Linked DNA regions of Mus musculus: all the other regions are linked to region 1. The links are chromatin contacts, called in public HiChIP or PLAC-seq maps. All regions are on one chromosome and are shown on one strand. Each heading gives the region's core, a stretch centred on a gene start, on an enhancer-like site or on the middle of the called end of the contact. The rest is flanking DNA. Distances are from core to core; before and after follow the strand shown. Region 1 has its middle 14 kb from the start of Rfx8. Region 2 overlaps Map4k4 (mitogen-activated protein kinase kinase kinase kinase 4). Region 3 overlaps Map4k4 (mitogen-activated protein kinase kinase kinase kinase 4).

What was found. HiChIP or PLAC-seq counts read pairs in DNA pulled down with a chosen protein or histone mark.
Region 2: a contact with region 1 is called in an H3K4me3 HiChIP or PLAC-seq map of pro-B cells, with 3 times the contacts expected there. The contact joins two enhancer-like sites. A contact is called at or near these places in 1 of 15 datasets of contacts at CTCF or cohesin (pro-B cells), 2 of 484 Hi-C or Micro-C datasets (bone marrow-derived macrophages and embryonic stem cells), 15 of 115 datasets of contacts at active chromatin or transcription factors (the 230-238 cell line, T-cell acute lymphoblastic leukemia, acute myeloid leukemia and 11 more) and 3 of 9 other capture datasets (adipose tissue, bone marrow-derived macrophages and embryonic trunk).
Region 3: an H3K4me3 HiChIP or PLAC-seq map of fetal liver shows a contact between it and region 1, with 5 times the contacts expected there. The contact joins two enhancer-like sites. A contact is called at or near these places in 1 of 15 datasets of contacts at CTCF or cohesin (pro-B cells), 1 of 484 Hi-C or Micro-C datasets (embryonic stem cells), 17 of 115 datasets of contacts at active chromatin or transcription factors (the 230-238 cell line, acute myeloid leukemia, bone marrow-derived macrophages and 11 more) and 3 of 9 other capture datasets (bone marrow-derived macrophages, liver and pancreatic islet).

What each region holds. Positions count from the first base shown.
Region 1 is chr1:39,733,416-39,736,254 of GRCm38.p6, reverse strand. No RefSeq gene overlaps it. Among named protein-coding and RNA genes, the nearest start is that of Rfx8, 14 kb to the right of the region's middle. Within about 2 kb of position 1,489, at least 84 of the 459 cell types and tissues checked have an H3K27ac peak or open chromatin away from gene starts, as enhancers often do. A contact at or near this core is called in T-cell acute lymphoblastic leukemia, bone marrow-derived macrophages, liver and 2 more, where this site is marked.
Region 2 is chr1:39,943,096-39,945,934 of GRCm38.p6, reverse strand. The region is part of intron 2 of Map4k4 (mitogen-activated protein kinase kinase kinase kinase 4); the gene reads right to left. Among named protein-coding and RNA genes, the nearest start is that of Map4k4, 44 kb to the right of the region's middle. RefSeq lists an enhancer at 1-325. Within about 2 kb of position 1,409, at least 107 of the 459 cell types and tissues checked have an H3K27ac peak or open chromatin away from gene starts, as enhancers often do. A contact at or near this core is called in T-cell acute lymphoblastic leukemia, bone marrow-derived macrophages and pro-B cells, where this site is marked.
Region 3 is chr1:39,922,220-39,925,058 of GRCm38.p6, reverse strand. The region is part of intron 2 of Map4k4 (mitogen-activated protein kinase kinase kinase kinase 4); the gene reads right to left. Among named protein-coding and RNA genes, the nearest start is that of Map4k4, 23 kb to the right of the region's middle. Within about 2 kb of position 1,463, at least 160 of the 459 cell types and tissues checked have an H3K27ac peak or open chromatin away from gene starts, as enhancers often do. A contact at or near this core is called in bone marrow-derived macrophages, liver, memory CD8 T cells and 1 more, where this site is marked.

The DNA.
Region 1 (2,839 bases), core at 240-2,739:
AGCTACAGGCAGAGCTGCTTTCTCCAGGAAGAAAAGTGGCCTTTGTTGGATTTGAGGAGCTCTCTTCCCCGGGCTGAGACAGCTTTCCCAAGTGAGGGAGCTTGGGGTCTATTGTGCAAGCTTTCCTGTGCTGGGTCCCATGATAAATTGAGACTTTTTGTTTTGTTTTGTTTTTCTTCCTCACAGAGGAAATCAAACGCAAAGGCCCCTGCATGCCTGGCAGAGCCAACAAAGTCAGGAAGTTCAAGTGACAAGTGTCAGCTCCTGGTGGCTCCAAACAAAAGCACCACCCCCACCCTGAGAAACTGAAGCTTCAATGTTACAGCAAAAGGCACACACACACACACACACACAAACCAACGGTGCCTTAAAAACACACAGCTTTTGGTTCTACCACCTCTGGGTAGAAGACTTTTTTCCTCAGCCATGCTATGGAACCTTACTTGGCCCACACGGACACATGCTGGATATCAGTATATATCTGGATGACCACCAGACTAGTCCTTGTCACTCTGGCAAAGAGTGAAGCACAGGGTGTGTGTTAGAGTCTTATCTGTGCAATGCTGACACACATGAGCCACAGGCAGGGCAAGGCTGAAACTGGGAGCCCCTTGGGAGGGCTTTCAGCACAAAGGCAGATTAGCTGAAGCAGTGTGGACACCAGTAAACCAGGAGAAAGAGAAGTGGACTGGGCGCAAAGGGAAGTTTATGTAAAGGACAGAACCTGTGTATGTGATCCCAGACTTAGTTACCATTGAAATGATGACAATGATACATTGTGAGCAAACTGCTTACATTCACAGGGATCCCATTTATAAAACAATAGATACATCCAAGCCCAGGGGCATGGGTGTGCATACCTATAATCATGTCACTGAAGGCTGGGGCAGAGGACTTTGAGTTTGAGGTCAGCCTGGGCTACAAAGTTAGAACCTGTCCAACAATAAATAAATAAATAGATAGATAGGTAGATAGATAGATAGATAGACAGACAGATAGATAGATAGATAGATAAAATACTTATTCCATAGACTAGTAGACATGAAAGTTTTTTTTTAACAAGTTTCTGTTTGTCTTGGGGCTAAGGATGGGACCAGGTCTCCACGTGGGTGCTCTGCAGTGGGGGAGGAGGACAGGCATCCCAGCCTTAGTACTAGATGGGTGCTTTGAGCCACCGTGACAGGGTGACATCACGGAGCACTTCAGTCAGGTTTTACGTTAGTTTCACTCTGATCTTCATCACCCCAACCCTAGGAATATGAGAGATGGAAAGTGTGGAATAGAGAAGAATGGAGACGGAAAGAGTGGGCACACAGAACTCCAGCCTCCCGAGCCTCTGAGGGGCCACTGAGGAAAGCCTGCCTGGACAGTGGGAAGAGGTGAGGTCCTTGCCGGGGCTACAAGAGGGTGACAAGGCAGAGAGGTTGGTCCGTTGCGTGCTGAGTGGAGGTGTAAAATGTCTTTAAATGCAGCCTGCGATTCAGCCCGAGCAGGTGGGACCCACTGCAAAGTTATCATCTTACTCTGAATCAAAAGGCCCAATAAACGTCCAGGAGCAGAAAAATCCCGTGCCAAGAGTGTTGGAACTTCTGGGCATTCTTCAGTCCACCGAAATGCGAGTTCCTGTGCGAGCTGAGAGGAAAACCAGAGGATGTGTATGTGTGTGATTGTGACTCAGGATGCGAGGCAGGAAGCGAGGCCCGAAAGAAACCACTGCAGCCATCTGTTTCCTAGCCCGCTCGGGACAAACGAATATTTATCTCTGTGTGGGCACCGTCTGCCACAAGTGGGGAGGGCAAATGTCACTAACACTTCTCAGACACAGGTGGCTGAAGGCCCTTGGAGGTGGCATCCATTTCTGATTCCAGCCCCAAAGCGTTCTGCATCCTATCTACTAGGATTGGGAAGGTTAACTTGTGTTTCATTTCCCCTGAACATCCTTGAGCACGTTGGTTAGATCGGCGAGTGTGGAGGGCAACTGTGACTCACAGATCAAGTCCCAACACCCTCCAGAGTGGGTAAGAAACACAGGACGAACTGTAGGGAGGTGACAGACATACACGGGCACCGTCCCAGGCAGTTTCCGACTGTATGATCTCTTCCAAGGCTTTGTCGTCTTCATTAAGCCCTTGTGCTTTGGAGTAATGGTTGCTCCGGTGACGGCCATGGCCACACGGGACTGGGCGTGACTGGACCTCAGCCCCCACCTTCCTCTCATCTCAGATGTATCCCTGTGGTGTTCCGGCCCCTGTGGTCCAGGTGTTCCCTGTAGGATCCCTGTGGTTTGGGCACATGACCTCTCAGGTCTCTAGCTATTATCCAATATAGTCTATTTTGGAGGCATGTTGGGAGTAGCCATATTTTATTTTTGCTTATCTATGAAGCATGGCAGTTATCATAGGTGCATAAGCAGACACTGCAACCTGCCTTTACTGGGGTCTCCAAGCCCCAGCATAAAACTGGACACAGGGGTTTCCTGGATATTTGCTGTGTGAATGAATAACTGAGTGCCGCCCTTACTCTGGTTGGTTTTGTGGGTCAACTTGAAACAAGCTAGAGTCATCAGAGAAGAAGGAGCTTCATTTGAGGAAATGCCTCCATGAGATCCAACTGTAAGGCCTTTTCTCAGTTAGTGATCAATAGGGGTCGGGGGAAGCTCAGCCCATTGTGTGTGGTGCCATCCCTGGGCTGGTGGTCCCAAGTTCTATAAGAAAGTAGGCTAAGCAAGCTTTGCAGAGCAAGCCAGTAAGCAGCACCCCTCCATGGCTTCTGCATCAGCTCCTGCCTCTGTATTCCAGCCCTGCAGGAGTTCCTGTCCTGACTTCCTCCAGTGAGGACT
Region 2 (2,839 bases), core at 160-2,659, 210 kb before region 1:
GTTACATGGCAGACTGTTTTTATAAAGTTTTATTTTCCCATTTAAAATACTCAATGATCTGCCGGGCAGTGGTGGTGCACACCTTTAATCCCATCACTTGGGAGGCAGAGGCAGGCGGATTTCTGAGTAACAAAAAAATAAAAAATAAAAATAAAAAATAAATACTCAATGATCGGTTACTAGAACTGTACATTTGATTTACTGAATTAAAATTCTGGAATGAATTTTACACTTTGATTTTTATTATTTGCAAACAACAGATCATTATGCTGTAGATATGACCTACTCCCTACAGTTTTTATTACTTGCTAGGATGGTGTTCTCACAGACACAGAAACATAGTTTATTTGCAATGTTTCTGAAACTTGTAACAAGTATTCTAGAACTGCCAAGTGAGGATGATCTAAAAATAGGTTAATAGGTCATTATTCCAAAAGCACTCACAAAATAATACCCACAGCAACGAGTTTCTGACGTCACTTAACTTCATGAACTACTGCTGAAGGTTCCTTAGGCCTAAGCTTTCCGCTCATGTACCTTCTATCTCAAAGCTACACACAAATCCTTGTGCAGTGCTCTCAACAACTGAGACCTCAGAAGCTAAGCAAGCCCTGCATCTGTGTTCTCCATGAAATAAAATACAAAACTCACTACCTATGGAGGTATGCCTACAGCTTCAACAACACCTGGATAAAGTCAGTGCTAACACCAAGCTGCAGGCCTAAGGGATAAACAAGGCAGCCCTGTGACAAAGAGGATCACAAAGCACAAAGGACAGGGGCGTGGGGTCCCTCCTGACACTAGCACTACAAATGCCACTCCCACCGACCTTTAACCACTGAAGGATAAGTACTGATTTCCCCAGCTACAAACAAGAACAGGCTGGTCTATATTGCGTCTCCTCAGTTTCCAGATGTGATGTCAGCTACAGCTTATATTTAGGCCTATAATGAAACCTCGCAGGAGGGTCTGAGAAGCAGCACTTAGGGTCTATGATTTATTTTAAGATCAGAGTCTTCATGACCTCCTGAGGCAAAGATGGGTCAAACACAAAGAGAGGGGCATCCGCTGTTCTCATGATGTACAGGCAGAAAGCTGGCACGCCTTTCTACTGAGCAGATGCTCACCTCATTGAGCATCCTCAGCAACAAAAGGAAACTCGACTCTCTATCCCTTACACACACACACACACACACACACACACACACACACACACACCACCTCACAGAACAAAACAAGGCGACAAACACCACCTCCCCAAGACCAGCAACACTGAGGGTATTGCTATACTCCACGTGCCCAGAAATGCAACAGCAGTGCAGAGCCACTGTTCCCCAGCTCTATGAATAAGGCTCACTAGGACAGCCACTTCACAGCACAGCCAAGTGAAGAGGAACTGTAGCACTGGCTGGGTTTACTTCCTGCCCCTAGGCAGTCAACTAGGAAAAAATGCTAACTGTCAGTTAAGATGTGTGTACATATGACTCAAAGCCCCAAAATGCTCACAATGCCAATATTTTCACTCCCAACAAAAATGGTGGGTTATATTTTAATATTCCTTTCTTACTGTACAGAACTAAGAGCAGGCACAGTCAAATCTTCAGTGACAGCTCATAATGAAAAGGCCAATGGCCAATGAGAAAGCAAAGGTGGATGTATGAATGCACAAGGTTCTGTCAAGTTCTCTCAGATAGTTCTCCTTCCTCAGAGAGTATCCCTCACAGTAGTAACTAACAGCTTATTAATAAAAACATCCTTAAAAGTACTTTAAGGGAAGTGGGCGATGTGGAAGAAACCGTGTTTACTGGCCACGAAGGTGGGAAACAAGGAAAGGATGAAATGCAGCCGACTTCCATTATCCCTTTTACCAAACTCAGAACTCAGATATGGCTAAGCCTTCCTGCTGCACAGCTACATGGCCAGCATTCCTGCAACAGGCAGTTCTTAATGCAAACACAAATGCCCGTATACACATTTTGTCCTGTGCAACACGGACCCCGATCCCAGAAGAAGCCAAACTCAGCTACTGACTGTAAGGATGAAGAATACACTAGGGACCAGAAGCCAGGTCTGGGAGACATGATGCCCTTCAGCTCCTCCAATAGTGTCCTAGGCCCACCCAACACTAGCTGTGCAGACTTTCCCTCCTGCAGAGTCCTAAAAATGGAAAATGGGAGGGTGGGAGACAAACAGTGAAGAAGACAGGACAGTCTTCTTGCCAGGCTGAAGCACTTACTTTTAGTCCCTAGTCCTGGCCATGTGAATTCAATCTTTATGACAGACAGAAAGCCTTTACTAGGAAACCTACAAGAAATCTTTTAGGAAATTTTAGGCCAGAATACAAGAATTTTTCACTCTACTTAAAAAATACATATATATCAAAACAAATTCCATTTTTAGAAAGCATTTGACAAAATCTTGTCACTTTGTTAATCAAGATTCACAAATCTAGCACAGGCAAATTCCTCATTAACTTTTCTAAGCTAATACAAGATGGGGGGGTGGGGGGGGGACTAGCTGTCCATACCCTCAACTACCTCAATAGGTTACTCTAAACAGATAAAAAAAAAAGTACATTTTACCCTGCTGCTCGCTCTTATGACAACACACAACTCGGTAGTTATTCTCTGTCAATGTCACTGTATTATGTGGCCTCTTCTGGGTTTCTTTCCAACCCTCTTGAAAATGAATAAAGTAAGAGGCTCTCCCTCTCTTCCCACCACTGAGCCGCTGCTGAATGCTGCTGAATGCGCAAACACGGTGCTGTTTTTAGCGCCAGCCAAATGCCAGCCTCATTCTCCCACAGCACCCTCCTCGGGCTCTAATTCACTCTGCTTAG
Region 3 (2,839 bases), core at 214-2,713, 190 kb before region 1:
GGTTTCTATTGCTGCAATAAAACTCCATTACCAGAAGCAAGCCGGGGAGGAAAGGGTTTCTTTGGCTTACACTTCCTCCTCATGGTTCATCATAAAAGAAAGTCAGGACAGGAAATCACACAGGGCAGGAACCTGGAGGCAGGAGCTGATGGATGCAGAGGCCATGGAGGGCTGCTGCTTACTGGCTTGCTCCACGTGGTTTGCTCACAGGAAGACAGCCTTGGAGTCTCCTCCAAGTGGAGTTACAGATGGTTTGGAGTCATACCTGGGGGTGGTAGGAACAGAACGCAGGCACCAGGCATACACATGATATACATACATACATGCAGACAGACACTCACATAAAATAAATTCTTAAAAAAACCAAAGAAGCCAGGCAGTGGTGGCACATGCTTTTAATCCCACCACTTGGGAGGCAGAGGCAGGTAGATTTCTGAGTTCAAGGCCAGCCTGGTCTACAGAGAGTTCAGGGACAGACAGCTACATAGAGAAACTCTGTCTTGAAAAACTCAAAATAAATAAATAAATAAATAAATTGAAACAAAAAAAAACCAAACAAACAAAAAAAAAAACACCAAAGAAATTAAAGCCTAAAAATTAAAACTGATTTTAAAAATTAACACTTATTAGCGTGCCTACAGTTAAAATAATAAGAATAAAAATTTTTAAGAGAGGTTGCAGCTAGGAAGGACATGCAGGACAGAGCCACATCCTTAAGATGACCAAGGGGAAACTCAGCAAACTCTAGACCCGAAGCCACTTTGTCACAGGACAGCCCCGTGACTAGCTGAAACTCAGCTGTATCTTCTATTTCTTGCAGTCAAGACTATCTTACCCACAACAACATTAAACAAACATGAAACAATCTTGGCAAAAATCACTGAAGTGACTGCAAGAATTTTTAGTTAGTCAACAACTTTGAGAATTTTTAGAAAGGAATGTATCTTCAAATAGCTTAGCAGTTTTTCTCTTTACTTCAAACCACTAGTTTGGAAACTCCGGAAAGTAATTTACTTCAGATAAAGCTATCAGTGGGAAGACAAAGATAGTTCAATCAGAGGGGGAGGGGCGGCATTCACACTGGGGCGAGAGTCCCTCTGCCTCACAAGGTCTTAGGAATTTCTAAGAGGTGAGGGAAGCAGATTCTTATGCACCATTCCCCACAGACATGCAGATCTCTGCCATGCAGACCTTTGCAGGAACTAAGAGCGAATCTGCTTCTTCCTCAGTCTCCTTCTACTCCTCAGGCTCTTCCTGCCTCCCACCCACTTCTTCTGGCACCTGTATTCCCACAACCTGGTCTGAAGCTTCTCTGTCAATGGCACCTTTCCCTGACTGCTTTCCTAGATGCAAGAAAGAGCACGCGATCAAAACGGGGACGGGTGTGCATGAAAGTCTCGCTTCTACCTGCCCACCCTTGCTGACTCAGAGCACAGCTGTAGTCTGAAAGCTGTCACCGGATGGCTCTGCAGCTCTTCCACACCACAATGGCCTCTTGTGTCTCTACTAGGAACCCTCTACCCTGGGCCAACTCTGTCGCCCTCACTCGGAAGGCAGGCCTCCTGCTCATTCTCTCTCAAACACTGTTCCTTCTCTGCTAGATGTGCTCTAGCAACCAAAATGGGATCCCGAGTTTCAGCAACTGCTACCAGTGGTGGCAAGGAGGCAGCGGCATGACTCTGTACTCCCCGAGGGGGGGGGGGGGGGGAGACCCCCGACCTTGGTGAAACTGAGACCTGAGCAGCCATAAAGCCCCCTACCTGTGTACCCAAAGGTCAGATGTGGCCATCTCAACTATCCTGTCTCCACTAAGTCCTAGAAAACCTAGAACCCTCACTAAAAGCTACAATCTATTCACATCATCAGTTTGCGTGGCTTCACAAGACACTTCATCCTGCACACATGAGATACAATCTCAATCCAAATCTGGCACTGGATTAGGTCTGCTCCAATGAAACCCCTAGGCAGTCGCCTAGCCTGCAACACGCTGGGCAGACTTCAACAATCTGCATCCTCAGTATTCACGGTGTGGAAGTACTTTGACACCATGGAGGAAGAGTAGACCCACGAGTCCCAGGCCCCACCCAGACCTACTGAATCAGAGTCTACTGTAGCTGTAGCTGAGTTCCTTTTCAAAATGAGCATTATTTAGAGTGAGCCCAATCTGATTGTTCTCCTAGACAGCCAACGAGGAGCCTGCACACTGAAAGCTGGGTGTATTTGACTTCCTCTACAGAGCCGGGCTCTCATTTCCTGTTGAGCTAAGAAAAGCAAGTCTAGCTAGCATTGCCAGGCATGAATTGAGGCGCCTTAGCGAAAGCAAAGGTTCCAAGCCATTTGGGTCACTCTGCTATTGTCCTACCTCCTCATGCTCATCTGCAAATACTGTAATTAATGGTGACTAGACTTTTGCTAGAATGAAGATATTTTTATTAGATATTTTCTTTATTTACATTGCAAATGTTATCCCCTTTCCTAGTTTCCCCTCCAAAAATCCCCTATCCCCTCCCCCTGCTCCCCAACCCACCCACTCCCATTCCTGGCCCTGGCATTCCCCTATACTGGGTCATAGAACCTAGAATGAAGATATTTTTTAAAGGTCAGTACTATATCCCCCACCTCAATCCCCCAACATTCAATATCTTCTTTAACATTACTTTAAAAGAGAAAAAAAGGGAGGAGAAAACTAATGTGACCAAAAAAGACTATGGTGTTTTAAATGTTTGTCAACCCTATCATATACCACAACACTTCTAGTTAACTACCAGGTGACACAGCAGTTGCTGAGGGGTTGGAGCAGAGAGGAGGAGAGCCACTGTGCCAGCATGGACCCAATCCA